2 separate regions of the Zea mays genome follow, and region 1 is linked to region 2. The links are chromatin contacts, called in public Hi-C maps. All regions are on one chromosome and are shown on one strand. The core of a region is the stretch at or near the end of the contact, and the rest is flanking DNA. Distances in the headings are between cores, read along the strand shown. Region 1 holds the start of LOC100193643. Region 2 holds the start of LOC100283905 (protein AATF).

What was found. Hi-C and Micro-C count contacts between places; a contact is called where the count stands out from the background.
Region 1: a Hi-C map of endosperm shows a contact between it and region 2, with 2.1 times the contacts expected there. The contact joins the promoter of LOC100193643 here to the promoter of LOC100283905 in region 2. A contact is called at or near these places in 4 of 25 Hi-C or Micro-C datasets (ear, endosperm, leaf and 1 more).

What each region holds. Positions count from the first base shown.
Region 1 is chr3:33,876,236-33,883,674 of Zm-B73-REFERENCE-NAM-5.0, reverse strand. LOC100193643 reads right to left here and starts at 2,614. Exons shown (of 9, transcript NM_001138740.2): 1 at 2,237-2,614; 2 at 2,000-2,115; 3 at 1,825-1,884; 4 at 1,362-1,547; 5 at 1,158-1,262; 6 at 967-1,063; 7 at 278-385; 8 at 15-150. The coding sequence starts at 2,294.
Region 2 is chr3:33,643,300-33,650,533 of Zm-B73-REFERENCE-NAM-5.0, reverse strand. It overlaps LOC100283905 (protein AATF), which reads left to right and starts at 2,284. Exons shown (of 12, transcript NM_001156803.2): 1 at 2,284-2,592; 2 at 3,287-3,461; 3 at 3,560-3,634; 4 at 3,745-3,855; 5 at 3,984-4,023; 6 at 4,116-4,179; 7 at 6,198-6,300; 8 at 6,395-6,490; 9 at 6,572-6,601; 10 at 6,858-6,957. The coding sequence starts at 3,402.

The DNA of each region.
Region 1 (7,439 bases), core at 1,365-3,864, 230 kb before region 2:
AGAGTGGCCCTAACCTTTTCTTGGTGTTGTCGAAAACAGTAAGGCCCTTGGTGATCCCGACTGTCTGTACCCTCACAACGCCTTCTGTGTAAGTCAGCAGCGATGGGTTCACCGCAGCAATAACCGTCGTTGGATCGTGAAGATACGCTCCTGTGTAAACATCTCAACGTGAAGGTCAAAGTTCACAAGGTTGCACAGCATCCGACTCTGTCCCCGCTGCAAATACTTTGACAGAACCAGTTTTGCCTTTCCTTGGATGACACTAATGTATACGAACCTTTTATGAAGTAACCGTCCCTGTGGTAATCAAAATAAACGCCCATTAGCTTGCACAAGTAGCGGGCGTATTTGCTGTCACACTGCTCAAGCTTTTCCCGGTCAGCATCTGCAACAACAGGAGGGGAGGGTGTGTGTGTCAGTGTGTGTATGTGTGTCAAGGCACCAAGGGAAATCGGGTTGTGATACATGGCAGGTTGGGCCACTTCCAAATAGCCTAGAATTCGAATCGTTCAAGATCTTGATTACTTGTCATTTGGATAAATTTGATCTAATCCGCTAGCAAAGCAATCACAAGTCACACACTCACACATCATACTGCAGAAGAACCGAAGGTCAATGTGCAGTGCACCGTGCCTGCGAAATTGCTCTTTCAATTTGGTAATATTGCAAAGTCCTTTTTTTATGAATGTGTTGCAATTGACTAGTGAGAAGTAGGTTATACAAGAAGAATTCTATCAGTATCTGCAAAATCGAAAACCACAGATGTAATAACGCAGCAAACTGTAGCTGTTTTCAGCTCTGGTCTTGTGACGGTCATAGTGGGGTAAGGTGAAATTAGAAGGTACATGTAGCATGTTAGACCCATTATGATTGTACTTGCATGCTCTAATACTCATTGGTCTGTGATCTTGATGCAGCCTACATCCTGAGCAGAAAGAATGTAAGCCTTAAATGCAGCAGAATTACCGGTTAGAACCACTTGGTGGGTTACATTTAGTCCCACGGCCAAAATATCAGCGCCGCAGGTGAACACGATATCTGCAGCGTCGGGATCCCCAAAGATCTGTGAATAAACATGAACCCATTATTGATGACTCAAGCAAATGATAACTAAGGACTACAGAATGTATCAGAGAAATTAAGAGAGAAACCCTCACATTCGCCTCAGCTGCAGGGTTCACGTTTCCATTAACTGAATACGCACCGCCAAGAATAATAATCTGCCCTATCTTCTCCGGGAACGCAGGGTCAAGCTCGACTGCCTGGGTAACCAGAGATTGCCAAAAAAAAAAGATCAACTTAAAGAAGCCAGAAACTGTACTGGTTAACGAAACCACGAAGGAGATGATTGGAGAGCAGACCAGAGCAAGGTTGGTAAGTGGGCCGAGGGCGACAACGCTAACTTGACCAGGGTACAGATTTGCCTGCTCAACCAGGAAGGCAGCAGCAGACTGATCTACAGGCTTGGTAGCTGGTGGAGGGAAGTCCTGGTTTCCCAGGCCGTCTGAACCGTGGACGAAGCTTGCGATCCTCAGCTTGGTGGCTTTCTGTGCTCCGTGTACAGAGGTGAAAACGAAAAAGAAACAGCAATTCAGATGACAAAGTAAATGAACGAACAAACAGCCTTGTTGAAAGCTGCTGATGAACACGCAGGAAGTATGATCCTCTCGATGGCGTTCCCTCAATCTCAACTGTTTGTGGCTTTGCTAGATCACTGCGATTCTATGATTTTTTTTTTCTCTGTGTTTGATGATAGCGCTGCAACGTTGACAATTGAACATTGATTCAGCGTGGTAGCAGAAACAAAGAGACGATGATAGCTACCTTGATCGTTACATGGGATCCCTCTGCCACGGGGATGTCAGTCCTGCCAACAGCCTCCAGCTGAAGCACACACATCAGAAGCAAATGTGAGCCGCGGTTGGAAGTGGGCGGAACAGGCCAGCAGGGTGTGGGGGTGGGGGGAGAGAGAGAGAGGAAGGAAGGTAGGCGGCGGCACCAGGTGGAGCGCGTTGCGCGTGGCAAGGGCGGTGTGTACGTTGCCGAAGGTAGTGGTGAGGCCCAGCACCTCCAGCTCCGGCGACCGCAGCGCCAGGAAGATGGCCATCGCGTCATCTGCTCCGTCGAACAGTGGTTCGGTTCGGTTAGTGGACTGCGATCCGAACGCCACAACAAGAAGAAGCACCATCGATCTACAGCCAAGACGATGATTGCAATCACAAGGACGGGTACCTACCAATTCCGGGGTCGGTGTCGATGATTACCTTCTTCTTCGTCCCCTCGACCGCCGCCATATGGGTGCCACACAGATTTCGATCCCACCCGGCTACCCAAGCGGAACAACCCAATCCAACCAGACAAATGCTACGGCCTCAGAGGAGAAGGTTGGACCTTGGAAGCCTGGAACTCGAAGAGGGTGTCCCCACGAATCTGGATAGGATCCCTAGTGGACTTGGAGTAAAAATAGGAACTGGAACAAGAACATACGCTGACGGTGACAGGCTGAGCAGTACTCCTACGAGAAGCCCAAGCGGTGCGCGGATCGAGACGCGTCACCACACTTGTCGCCCGCGAGCAATAATCAATTCTAGCCTTGATCGCTAATCGGATTCTCAAAAAAAAAAAAACTGCCAGACAGAACAGAAGACAATCACCCTATGACATCACGTTAGAGCATCTCAAAAGGGACTCCTATAATTAAGGCCTAAAAATAAAATAGGACCTGATTTAAGTTAATTATTATCTAACAATTTTTTAAACTTCAACAGCTATTCCTAAAACCACGTCAGTTAATTAACTCCGTGTTGTTAATCTGGCTCGCGCCAGTGCCCGTCGGTGCAGGGCACAAACGGCCGCTGCTGTGTGATCCTGCCCGCGACAGTGCCTCGGTCACAGCTAGAGATGTCCAAATGGACCTCCCGGCCTGGCCCAGGCCCGGTGAAGCCCGTCCCGTTTTGGACTCGGCCCACTAGGCACGGTTAGAAAACCGGGCCGGGCCTTCTAGGCACGCGAGCTCAATTTCCTGTTCGAGTCCGGCCCGCAACGGGCCTAAATGGGCCGGGTCGGCCCGTTTATCACGAAAAAACGGGCCGAAAAACGGGCTATGCGGGCCGGTAAACACGTTTTAGTGTAAAAAAAAAGCGGGCTTAACGGGCTTAGAGGTAAACGGGCCGTGCCAGGCTAGCCCACCGTGCCTAGTTTCTTGTCCGAGCCCGGCCCGCTTATTCGTGCCGGGCCGACCCGGGCCCGCTTAGAACCGAGTCATGCCGGGCTCGGACCGGGCCCAAACAACGGGCTTCGTGCCAGGCTCACGGGCCTCGTGCTTATTGGACATCTATAGTCACAGCACACAATCGGCTACAGACCTTGAGGTGGGTGTTAATGCCATGTTTGGATTACTAATCGAGAGGAGGACTCAGCAAACCTTAAACATCAACTTAACGTCCTTTTCTCTATGGAGATTATTATTCTCATGACTTGAAGCATTTGGAAAAGCCGAAATGAATGACTGTTTGCAAATAAAGATCCTTCGGTTTATCACTGTACGCAAGAATTCTGTAAGAAGCTGCGGTTGATAATTCACAGAGCGCGTGAGAATTTTGACATTTCCATCCCGAATTGGCGAGTTCGTGGCAGATATAAGAGTTGTTCTACTTGCTCCAATGCTTGTAAACTGCTTAATTAGATCTTTTAGATTACCTTTTGTAATCAAGCTAAGCTGTAATATTTTCTTTTCTCATTTTCAATAAAATCTCAGTAGTAGCTTCCCCTCCTGAATCTTAAAAAAAATGCCATGTTCGGCACCATGAACATCACGGGCAGCGACGCTGCGTAGGATGGGCGTCTTCGCGTGCAGAGCCCGGTAGGCGCTCCGTTCCTGGACGCTACTGGAGTCTGGAGTGGGGCAGCAATGCCAGACCTGCTCACGGGGCCCGCTCCCTTTGGTACGGCTCCTATCCCGGCACCTCCAGCTACAGACAATACTTGGTTGTGGCCATTGCCCATGGGCCCGTCGGGCGAGTGTGGCGCGGCAGATGCCTCTGGTTCGGATGTGCAAATCCCCTTGCATACGGCCGAGGACCTTAACCTCCTGCCTGCTGGGCTACTGGATTCTCCACCGGCACAGATTGAAGGCCCTTCTCAGGATCACCAGCATACCAACGACACCATGATACTACCAACAGCTGATAATGGGGTCTCTATGTCTACACCCATTTCAGAGGTCCAGGATGAAGATCGTGACATCCAAGCTTTTCTAAAGGAGCACTTCGTCCCAAGATCGGCGCCATTACTTCTGATAAATAATGAGGAAAGTATTTCGGCTCCTTCCCCTGGTCAGGGTGCAAGTCGTCGCAGGGTCAGCACAAGGCTTGCACTCAAACCGGCAGCCAAGCTAGGCTCCATTGCCCGTTGCCAGATGATTATTATGAAAAAATTGGAGACCATCACTAGCGGCAGTTCAGTCAAGGAGGAACACAAGAAACGTCTGAAGGAGCTGTTCAATGAACCAGCATCTGAGCAGGTTGTTCACGCGGTGGATGAACTCTTTGATGTCGCTTACCCGAGCCCAAATGCAAACTAGCAGTTCTCGTTTTAGAATTATTGGGGGACTTTTCTGCCTTAGGATGCATCAAATCGTCATTAATTTAGGGGTCGGCTTTATGTGCTTTAGTTATGCATGTTGTCACTATTTGTATCACGCTCCTGTGAAAGGTCTGCAGGCTTCCCTTTGCCCAGTGGTGTGGAGGGGGATCTGTAACTATGGCTGGTTTTCGTCAAGTGCCCAGCTATGTTTGTGGTGGTGTCACCAATTTCCCAATGAGTAGAAGCAATTGTGTCTTGTTGAATTGGAATGTGAGGGGGTCTAAATGCACCTGCTAGGCGCCAGGTTGTCAGAGATATGGTTGGCCACCACCGTGCAACCATTGTATGTTTACAGGAAACAAAGTTGGCCACTATGGATGATCTATTGATTGCTGAAACACTTGGACTGTCGTGGGAAACATAGCTACCCAGGTCCATTTGATAATTAAACATGGCTTGTAGATGAAGAAGGCAGATTAAACAAATAAACATGATTGTTTATCTTAAAATATTGCTCTCAAAATAGCGGGTTGTTGTACTAGACAGCCCTCCAACGCTAAAGGGTGATCAAAGATCCTCGACTAACGTGACAGTCATATCTTACCAAATCAGGGTTTTAGATCAGATGTAATAAGCCTAATAATCAAATGTAAATAATAATAGTAAGGAGCTGTGTACTAAATAAAATAACAGAATTTAACACAGGTAAACAGCCTCAACAAATAGAGATTTAATTAGGCACAAATAATATCAATGCTGAAAATGATAATACACTGATACCCAGACTGTCACGTTGTCTCACTACACCGCTATCATCATCGAGCACACAAATCCGCCCACAACAGTGCAATCACACCCAAATATTTAATACTAGCAGATTGCACAAAATTAAACAGTAAATAAAATGAGGCAACGAATAACTCACAGCACGTAGATTGTCTACGTGGGAAGATCAGCCCAGTGAACACGAAGTTATGTCCTAGAAAACCAATTCCGCCGCCCACGTCCGGGCCTGCACGACGGGAGGTTGACGGAGATACTAGAGCCGCTGCCGGAGCCGAGGGTGACGTCCACGACACCAGCCCGAGAAGATGAACATCGCGCAGCAGGGAGCCCAAGCACCAGGCCATGGTGGACAGAGACCAGATCAGAACAGCACCGCACAGGTGCTGTAATACAGTAACAGGGCGCAAGAAATACACGAGCGCAACTCCACTTTCTTCCACTTCCAATCACCAACGGCTCGCTCAACACAAGAACACCAGGAACGATAGAATCGATCCAAAATCGCGACTGAAATGGTGGAATAAAGAGAGAACAGAGAGCCTCACGTTTCCAGGGTGAAGCACCAGAGGATTTATCGCCCATGCCTTTTATGGAGACAAGAAGGGGAAGAGGCAGACGGATCAGCATCAGCGCTCGAAAGTTTCGTCGAAGTATGCGGAACTGTTTCCAGCCGCCGCCGCCCTTCGGACAGACTCCTCCTCTCTGCGTGAGCCGATCTTTTCTCTGGCATTTCCAACCCTAGAGACGTGCGTCCCTGGTGGGCTGCTCGGCCAGCAGGCCTTGTAGCGGCCCACCAGGCTGGTTTTTTTAATAAAGTGAAAAACCATAAAATGGACAACAATCCCCACCATTTTCACTTTTATTTTCTGATCAATGTCATTGAGCTCTCGTACTGTTTATATACTACTTTTCGGCAGAGGTACTTGTTAGGTTTGAACCAAAGCCTATTCGAGTGTACTCCAACCCTGCACGAGTAAGCGGAGGACTATGCCTTGATCCACAAACCCTAGTGTGAGAATCTTTGCACAAAAGGCACATAGTACTAGGCAGATTATCTGCTTCTCTTACGGGGCAGGGCATTACGGTCATGCCCTTTAATATCTATTCATGAACTCACTAGAGAGAAAACCCCATTCTCTCCCGGACTGCGACCCCACAGTCAGCTCATATAGGTGAAATCATTAAGGAAATTCTGTAGGACAATTTCCCTGCATATAGCATTGACTTCATTAAGAGCATATCGCTCAACCTGCCATACAGACAGAGCACAACAACTAATGAGACTCTTTGTCTTTTGTGCTCTTGGTTCCACAGTGCTTCGTTTCCTGGAGCCTGGATCTCGGGACCTCCGGTCACTCAGGACAGTTATCCGCAGTTGAAACCTGTCGGCGTTTCGAAACTCGGGGGTCCCTGGACCGACGAGTAAATTGTCGCCGCGTGCCCTAGCCCAGATGGGTCGGTGCGAGACGGAGCGCGAAGGGGGGAGGCAGCCGGAGGGAGACGGGCGTGAGAGGTGGAATCCCGCGGCCTTCGTGTTTGTCCCGCGCCCAGGTCGGGTGCGCTTGCAGTAGGGGGTTACAAGCGTCCACGCGGGAGGGAGCGAGCGGCCTCACGCGGGCACCGTCCCGTCCTTCCCCGCGCGGCCAACCCTCTGTAAGAGGGCCCTGGTCCTTCCTTTTATAGGCGTAAGGAGAGGATCCAGGTGTACAATGAGGGGTGTAGCAGTGTGCTAACGTGTCTAGCGGAGGAGAGCTAGCGCCCTATGTACATGCCATGTGGCAGCCGGAGAGGTTTTGGCACCCGGTTCGTGTGGTGTCGTGGCCGTCGGAGGAGCGCTGGAGCCTGGCGGAAGGACAGCTGTCGAGGCTGTCGAGTCCTTGCTGATGTCCTCTTGCTTTCGTAAGGGGGCTGAGAACCGCCGTCGTCATCGAGCGTGCGGGGCGCCATCATTACTTGTCTGGCGGAGCGAGCCAGACGGGACGCCGGTCTTGTTCCCCGTAGCCTGAGTCAGCTAGGGGTAGGGTAATGATGGCGCCTCCTGTTGACGTGGTCGGTTCGTGCCCTGGGTT
Region 2 (7,234 bases), core at 1,035-3,534:
CTACTTGACACGTCAGCCGGAGCCAACGTCAACAAGTGCATCGGACAGTCCGGTGCCACCCACCAGAAGCGTCCGCTGCCCCACAAAAGCAGAAGGTGAACAATCAACGATTTGTAGCCATTGCACTATGCAGTGTCTGGTGTGCACTAGACAGTCCGGTGCACCCGTGGACAGAATGCAACCAGGGCCATCCAAATGGAGCTCCAACGGCTCCTAGGTCCTTTAGGGTTATAAAAGGACCCCCTAGGCGCCATTGAGTAGTACACAAGCACACCTTGAGCATTCTACAACTCTGAGACCGCGACCACACTGTCAATTTATTAGATAGAGATTTGAGCGCGTTCTTAAACTGTGATTCTTGCGCTCTTTTCTCGACTTGTGTGTGTGTTGTTGTTGCGATTGTGTTCTTATTTGTGTTTCTACTCCCTCCTTACTCCGTTTTGATCGTAAACATTTGTGTAAGGCGTGAGAGACTCCAATTTGTGAAAATTCCTCACAACCGGGACTTGATATAAGGAAGGTAATCATGGTACTCAAGTTTGATCTTTGGATCACTTGAGAGGGGTTGAGTGCAACCCTTGACCGAAGGAGGTCACCACAACGTGGAGTAGGCATTGGCCGAACAACGGGATAAAATCGCCATGTCTCTTGTCCATTCATTCTATTGTGATTTTTGTCTTCTTGAGTTGTCATATTCACTTGTATTATTGCTCCTAAGTTTGATACACATTTCAAAGGAGCAATCAAGTGAAGAGTTCTCATCTCTCCATCTCTACTCATACCAACTAGGTTTTAGCTTTCACTAATACTCACTATAAACCAAGTTTGTGTTATTTAGAGTTAATTTTTGCAGGATCACCTATTCACCCCTCTAGGTGCTCTTACTTTGCATGGTAGCGTCTCAAGATTTGCTGATATCGGGCTGACTGAATGACAACTGTTGGGGGCCTTCCTCTTCCGAAGGTCCTCAAAAACATAATTAACCATTTGCTTTTTGCATAAGCTATTACAGGGAGCTTCGTCTTCAGGATGGAAGTCTTTCCCCCACGATGAAGGCATACGAGATGAAGATATGATCTAAAGATGATAAGAATAAATGTCGAAGCTATTGACAGAGTAACAACTTCGACTTATAATGGTGATGAAGACTGATGACGATGCTGGCCGAAAGGGAAAAAATACTACTTAGTCCTTAATGATTTATGTTACGATCACAAGTAAATGTCAGGAACATAAATATACTTTTACCTAGGCTACGTCCTGTGTCTATAAATAGATGAACAGTAGCACTGTACTGTTCACACTGGTTTTGTAATCTTTCTCGCATCAACACCTTCGAGCAAGCCGAATGTATCAATGTAATACAAATTCTGTTGATACTCATACATATTTTATGGATTGTAAATATGAGGGAATCAATGAGTTATATTCATTATATTTATCCTTATCTATTTTTATTTATCTATAATATGATAAAGACATGTTCTTCACGACCTTTATCTGATGATCATTATACTCGCGAGGAGATAATGCTTCGGAAGACGAAGGTCCTTAATACTTAATAATTGTGTTGCCTTGTTCTCGATTTACAACATTTGAGAACAAGTGACCAACAACAACATTTAAACGTTTCTCTTCTAGTACATTAATCTTCTCAAGCCGGGTTGCTTCTGCCTATGTGATGCTTTTGAAAGGTTAATCTGGGTGCCTCAAAGGCTATGTCTGTTGGCAACATTGTCCGATGGGGAAGAAACTTTCTCGCGAGGATATAAACGTGAAATTTTATCCCTCGATGGGTAAACAGGGATTGAGACGGGAAGCATTTCCCATTCCTGTTCCCTGCGGACCCGTTAAACTTACACGCGACTATGTTTTTGTGTACTAGTTAACAACAAAAATAAATAATTACCTTGTAAAGAGAACACTAATTATATAAATATGTTCATTTTGATGTATATATATGATTTTTTACATTAAACAATGTGTATACGTGATAATGTTTAATATTACTAACAAAGAATGTATGTCTTAATTATAATTTAAATAGGGATAGAGATGGATTTATCTTTGTAGGAATGGGATGGAGAAGAAATGTTATGTAAGTGTTTGCGGAGATCTCTACAAGTAAATTTTTTCGTCGCGGAGAGAGGATAAGGAGGTATTCCCTCGCGGATAGAGATGGATTTATCTTTGTAGGAATGGGATGGAGAAGAAATGTTATGTAAATGTTTGCGGAGATCTCTACAAGTAATTTTTTTCGTCGCGGAGAGAGGATGAGGAGGTATTCCCCCGCGGAGAATTCACCCACGGTTTCCTCTCCTTCGGCCCAGCCCCCACCCGGCCGTCCACCTAATCCCGAGTCTCGAGCGAGTAGCGACGGCCGCGCCTGCGCCTGCCTGCGTCTTCCGTGGCGGCGCCCCTACCTCTCGAACCCGTCAGGCGGTCTGGCCGACCTCGCTTCCTCGGCTAGCTACCTACTCGCCAGCGTCTATTGTCCAGCAGGCGCCCAGCTCCCAAGCGGCCGCAGTGCCCCTGCTTCTGCCCTTGCACGTTCGGCCCCTGTGCTGCACTGCACAGTGAGCCAGACAGCGAGTAATATTTACTGATTATTGATTATTATCGTTGCATCAACGCATCCTATTTTGATTGATGAGTGCCAACTGTTACTTTCTAAAAAACGGCACCGTACGGTATTTTTCTACCACCATGTTGTTTAAGTATTTTCAATCGATGTCATTATTTGTGCTCTTTATTTTAGGATTATGTATTTTGGTTTGACTGTAGTAAGATTTCTAGCCTTATAATTATAATTTTTTGATTTTACCCCCTTGCCTCATTTCTGTGTCTGCCACTGCCTGCCCATAGTAAATCCACGGTGAGCCATCTGCAAGTCAGCGACGAGTTGCTTCTCAATTCCTTCTCTCGTAGTCCTGTCTTGTCCCCTCACCCATAGTCAAATCATCTGGTCACGTGACCTGATTTTGAGTGTTTGGTTTATTGGAAATAAGAGCAAAGCAGCACAGTATCAAGAATGTAGGGCAATTTGAATGTTCCTGCTGCACTGCTACTTTTAGAATTGTAGTATGCTTCATCATTTATTTATTTCTAAAAAAACTTGCATGTATTCTATCGTGACTTTTATTAAGAAAATAATGTATTCACGTATCTTCATGTTTCTGATAAAGGTATTTGTATATGCATCAGTGCTACACATGTGAATACCGGTTTTGTTTCAACTCTGAAGTCAAGTGATTTTACTGTTTTGTTTTGTTTTGTTTTGCAACAGGTAAGGTTTGTTTTCTTCCATTCAGTTTGTTGTACTGTGGAGATCAAACTAGCTAAGGGCAGAGCCAAATTTGGGGATTCTTCAACTGAAGCCTTGTATAGATATAGTTTGAAAGATGATGAACGAACACAGAGAGGAGGATGCCTTGAGAGGTCAAGCAGTCAAAAACCAGAAGGTGCTGACCCACCTTCTTTGCATCTTGGTATTAACATGTGCTACATATATATAATCTTGTCAAAATTCTTACCTTTGTTTGATTTATGCTCCTTCAAGGCGATATGGGACAAGACCATGGAAATGAGATTCTTGCTGCAGAAGGCGTTTTCTACTTCCAACAAGTTACCCCAGGTTGTAGCAAGCATCTCCCTAGGTTCTTTTTAATTGTCCCCCCTTTTCATGCAGGATTGTGGCTAAGTTGAATTCTAAACTCCATTTTGTTTTCTACTGTGCTGTTGCAGGAATCCATCAGAACAAGGTTTTGCAATCATGATAAGCAGATAGAGCAAGCATATGATGATCTTTTGAATTCGACGAAACATACTTTGAGCAGCATGATGGAGCTGCAGGAGGTTCAGTTAGTTGCACACATTGTTTTCCTTTCACTCCTATGATTTTCCTCAATATGATCAAAATGTTTCTTTTGCAAATAATAATTGAAATGTTTCTCATTGTACTCAACCTCTTAAACTACCTATAGGCTTTGCTTGAGAGTAATCAGGCTACAAAGGATGCCAATGGTATTGCTGCTCTCTATACTGTTCTTGTTCTACTGTAAAAACTATGACATCCCATCTATATGTTCATAACACAACTCTTTACTTGACCCCAGAAATTCCTTCTGCCTCAAATGGAGACAATGACGAGTGGTCAGAAGTACAGAGATTGCAGGCAAGGTAAATTTTGCAACAGAAATAACTAACCAACCATTAGTGCTTGAAAAAAAAAATGGACTGGTGACTGGGGAACGGGGTTCTCATCAACATTTGGACCTCAACGGTCTAATCAGTATAACTTAGAAGTTGGCTAGCGCTTGAAAAACACTACAGGACACTAAGCATTTGTTTATTTTCAGCTGCTTACATCCCTATGATTTCAAGTAACTACTTGTCTACTTGTGATAATCACCTGAGTATGAGTACTTGAAATGCTTATCACGTCTCGGCAATTGCATTTCTTTTATGCGTAACTGAAGTTTGCTCTAGCTTCCTAATAGAGTTCGTTTTTTAATACAGAAACCACTCTGAGATAGCCACAATGTAGTAAACGTGGCAGCTAAGGTACTAAAAACACCCATGCAAATAAGAAAAAAAATGAAACTTGTATTTTAATTTTGTTAAATACCTCTATAATTTGGCGATATATTGTGTTACCATCCTGCTTGTAGCCTGTAGGTCATTATATGAGCCATCAAATTGCGATGACAGTTGCCACAAATCCAGTTTCATATGAAGGTATTAGCTGTGTAACAAGCTAACTGCTGCTCTCTGCCCAATAAGTTATTCAATTGGATCAGTAGGTTGCATCCAAGGTTATTCAATTGGATCAGTAGGTTGCATCCAAGGAATACTTGTTGATATGCCTTTCTTTTGCCAAGCCTTGTAGCAGAAAAGGCATGTAGAAAAGGTCTTGCTTGAAAACTAGAATACAAAGTAACTTGGGTGTAAAGGATAATAGTTGATGAAATATATATATTTTTTAATTCTCACTTCTATACTACTCTATTATAAACCTAATGTCGGCACATAGTGATACCATGGCTTCACCCTCCGCGCTGACACTTTGGGGCCACCCACCACACCGCGCAAAAAATAGTGCATAGCGAGCACTCGAAACCGCACCCCTCTGCTTCAAAAATTTGAGGCTAACCATTAGATCACATGTACCTTAATGAAATAAATAATAATTATATTTGAATAAATATCTCAATACCTATTTATATGATACTCCCTCCGTCCCAGTATATAAGGCGTAACCATCTTTGGTTCAAAGACCAAAAAATATATTTAATTCTCTCTATACCACTGTATCGATGTACGTATGTATAGAGAGAGCACACCTTATATTGTGGAACAAGAACAAAGTAGTTACACCTTATATTATGGGACGCCACACCTTATATTGTGGAACAAGAACAAAAAGTAGTTACACCTTATATTATGGGACGGAGAGATTATATAACAACCGTAGCAAAGCACGGGTAGTAACTGCTTATGTTTGAAGTTGATGGGAAGAAGGCTAGTTATTCACATAAGGTATGCTAATAGGGTAATGCGACATGTTTTATTAAGGTACATGGATTAAGTGTCTTGACTTCATACAGTCTCTAAAATTATATGTGAATTTTGTTATGGTGACATGTTACTATATGTGAATTTTGTATTGTGCTACTGCTAACATCCCTCTAGAAAGCTGGTTCCGCAACATTGGATTCAATTATTTGCAAATATATGATGTAGCAAAAGTGAAGAAAAAACTACAATTAGATCTAAGGGCACATCACCATAACATTCTGAGAGTTATATGTATTAAGTTGCATGCATTAACTAATCCAACCCAAAAACTTAAGCTGATAGGAGGGGTGGACAATTCACTTATATTATATTCTAACACTCCCCCTCACGTCGAGTCTCAGACCTGGAATAGGAGCAAATAACAATTATTTTATTTAATTGCGCTAATCAGGATTCGAACTCGAGATCTCTAGTTTTGATACCATATTAAGTTGCATGCACCAATCAATTCAACCCAAAAGCTTAAGCTGATAGGAGGGATGAACAATTCACTTATATTATGGACCCTCTAGAGCTTTCATCTTACATGTGCACAGTGCACATATGCTGCTTGGTGTTGGTATTTGGTTTTATGTACTCATACAAAAATAAGCTGAGTGTGGTAAATTATTTGTTTACAGGATAACAACATTCAGAAATACCGAGATAGATAAATGGCACAGGAAAATACAGGTGACAACGGGTGCTGCTGCACTTAAAGGAAAGCTACATGCATTTAATCAGGTTGCCTGAATACTTATTTAACTACTTTGTGTAATTTGTTTCTGTTTAACAAGTCAATATATAAAGCTCAACTCTTCCCATTGTATGAGAACAGAACATTAGTGATCAAGTTGCTGGTTACATGAGAGATCCAAGCCGGATGATTAACAGGATGTACTTGACCAACTCTGCTGTTAGAGTATTTGGAAAGGTATTTTCGACGCATCTATCACTAAGGACCACCAGTCATTTGTGCACCTGGCTAACTTAAGTCTTGCTGTTCATATTTCAGGATGTGGGAGAACCTGGAACAGCTGAGGAGGTTCGAGCATTTACTACATTTCCCTTAAAAATATTTCAAACCTTATTTGGTCTCCTTCAGTCTACTGAAGTGTAACGGCCTGTAGTTAATTGAAGCTCATTTCTTCCCCTGAGATGATTTCCCCTTTTCTATCATAACCTTGGTTATTTATCTGTTACACTAACATTGCTATCAGAATGCTACTATTTGTACAAATAGAAGATATAATGCGGACTACACTACCTGAGCTTATTTCATCGCCTTTGCTATAACTCAGGGGCACATTATGGAAGGTGATCCTGAACTTATTGATGATTCTGAGTTTTATCAACAACTTCTCAAGGAGTTCCTTGAGTCATGTGATAGAGGGGCATCAAGTTAGTTCATTTTTAATTATTGAACTTATTATTATTTATTTACACACATAGGCGTACACCTATCGATCCCGGATTCGATTGAAATACATTAGGGCCAGGATGACCTATTATCCGTCTGTTTCCACCCCTAGAATTTATTTATATATCAACATGCATACTGAAACATGGTTCATCTAACAGAAGATACATGTTTCAAGAATTTCAGTTTTCATTTGTATATTCATAAACTGTTACCATTCTAAGATTTGTAAAAATGTATATGTTTGTACTTTCACCT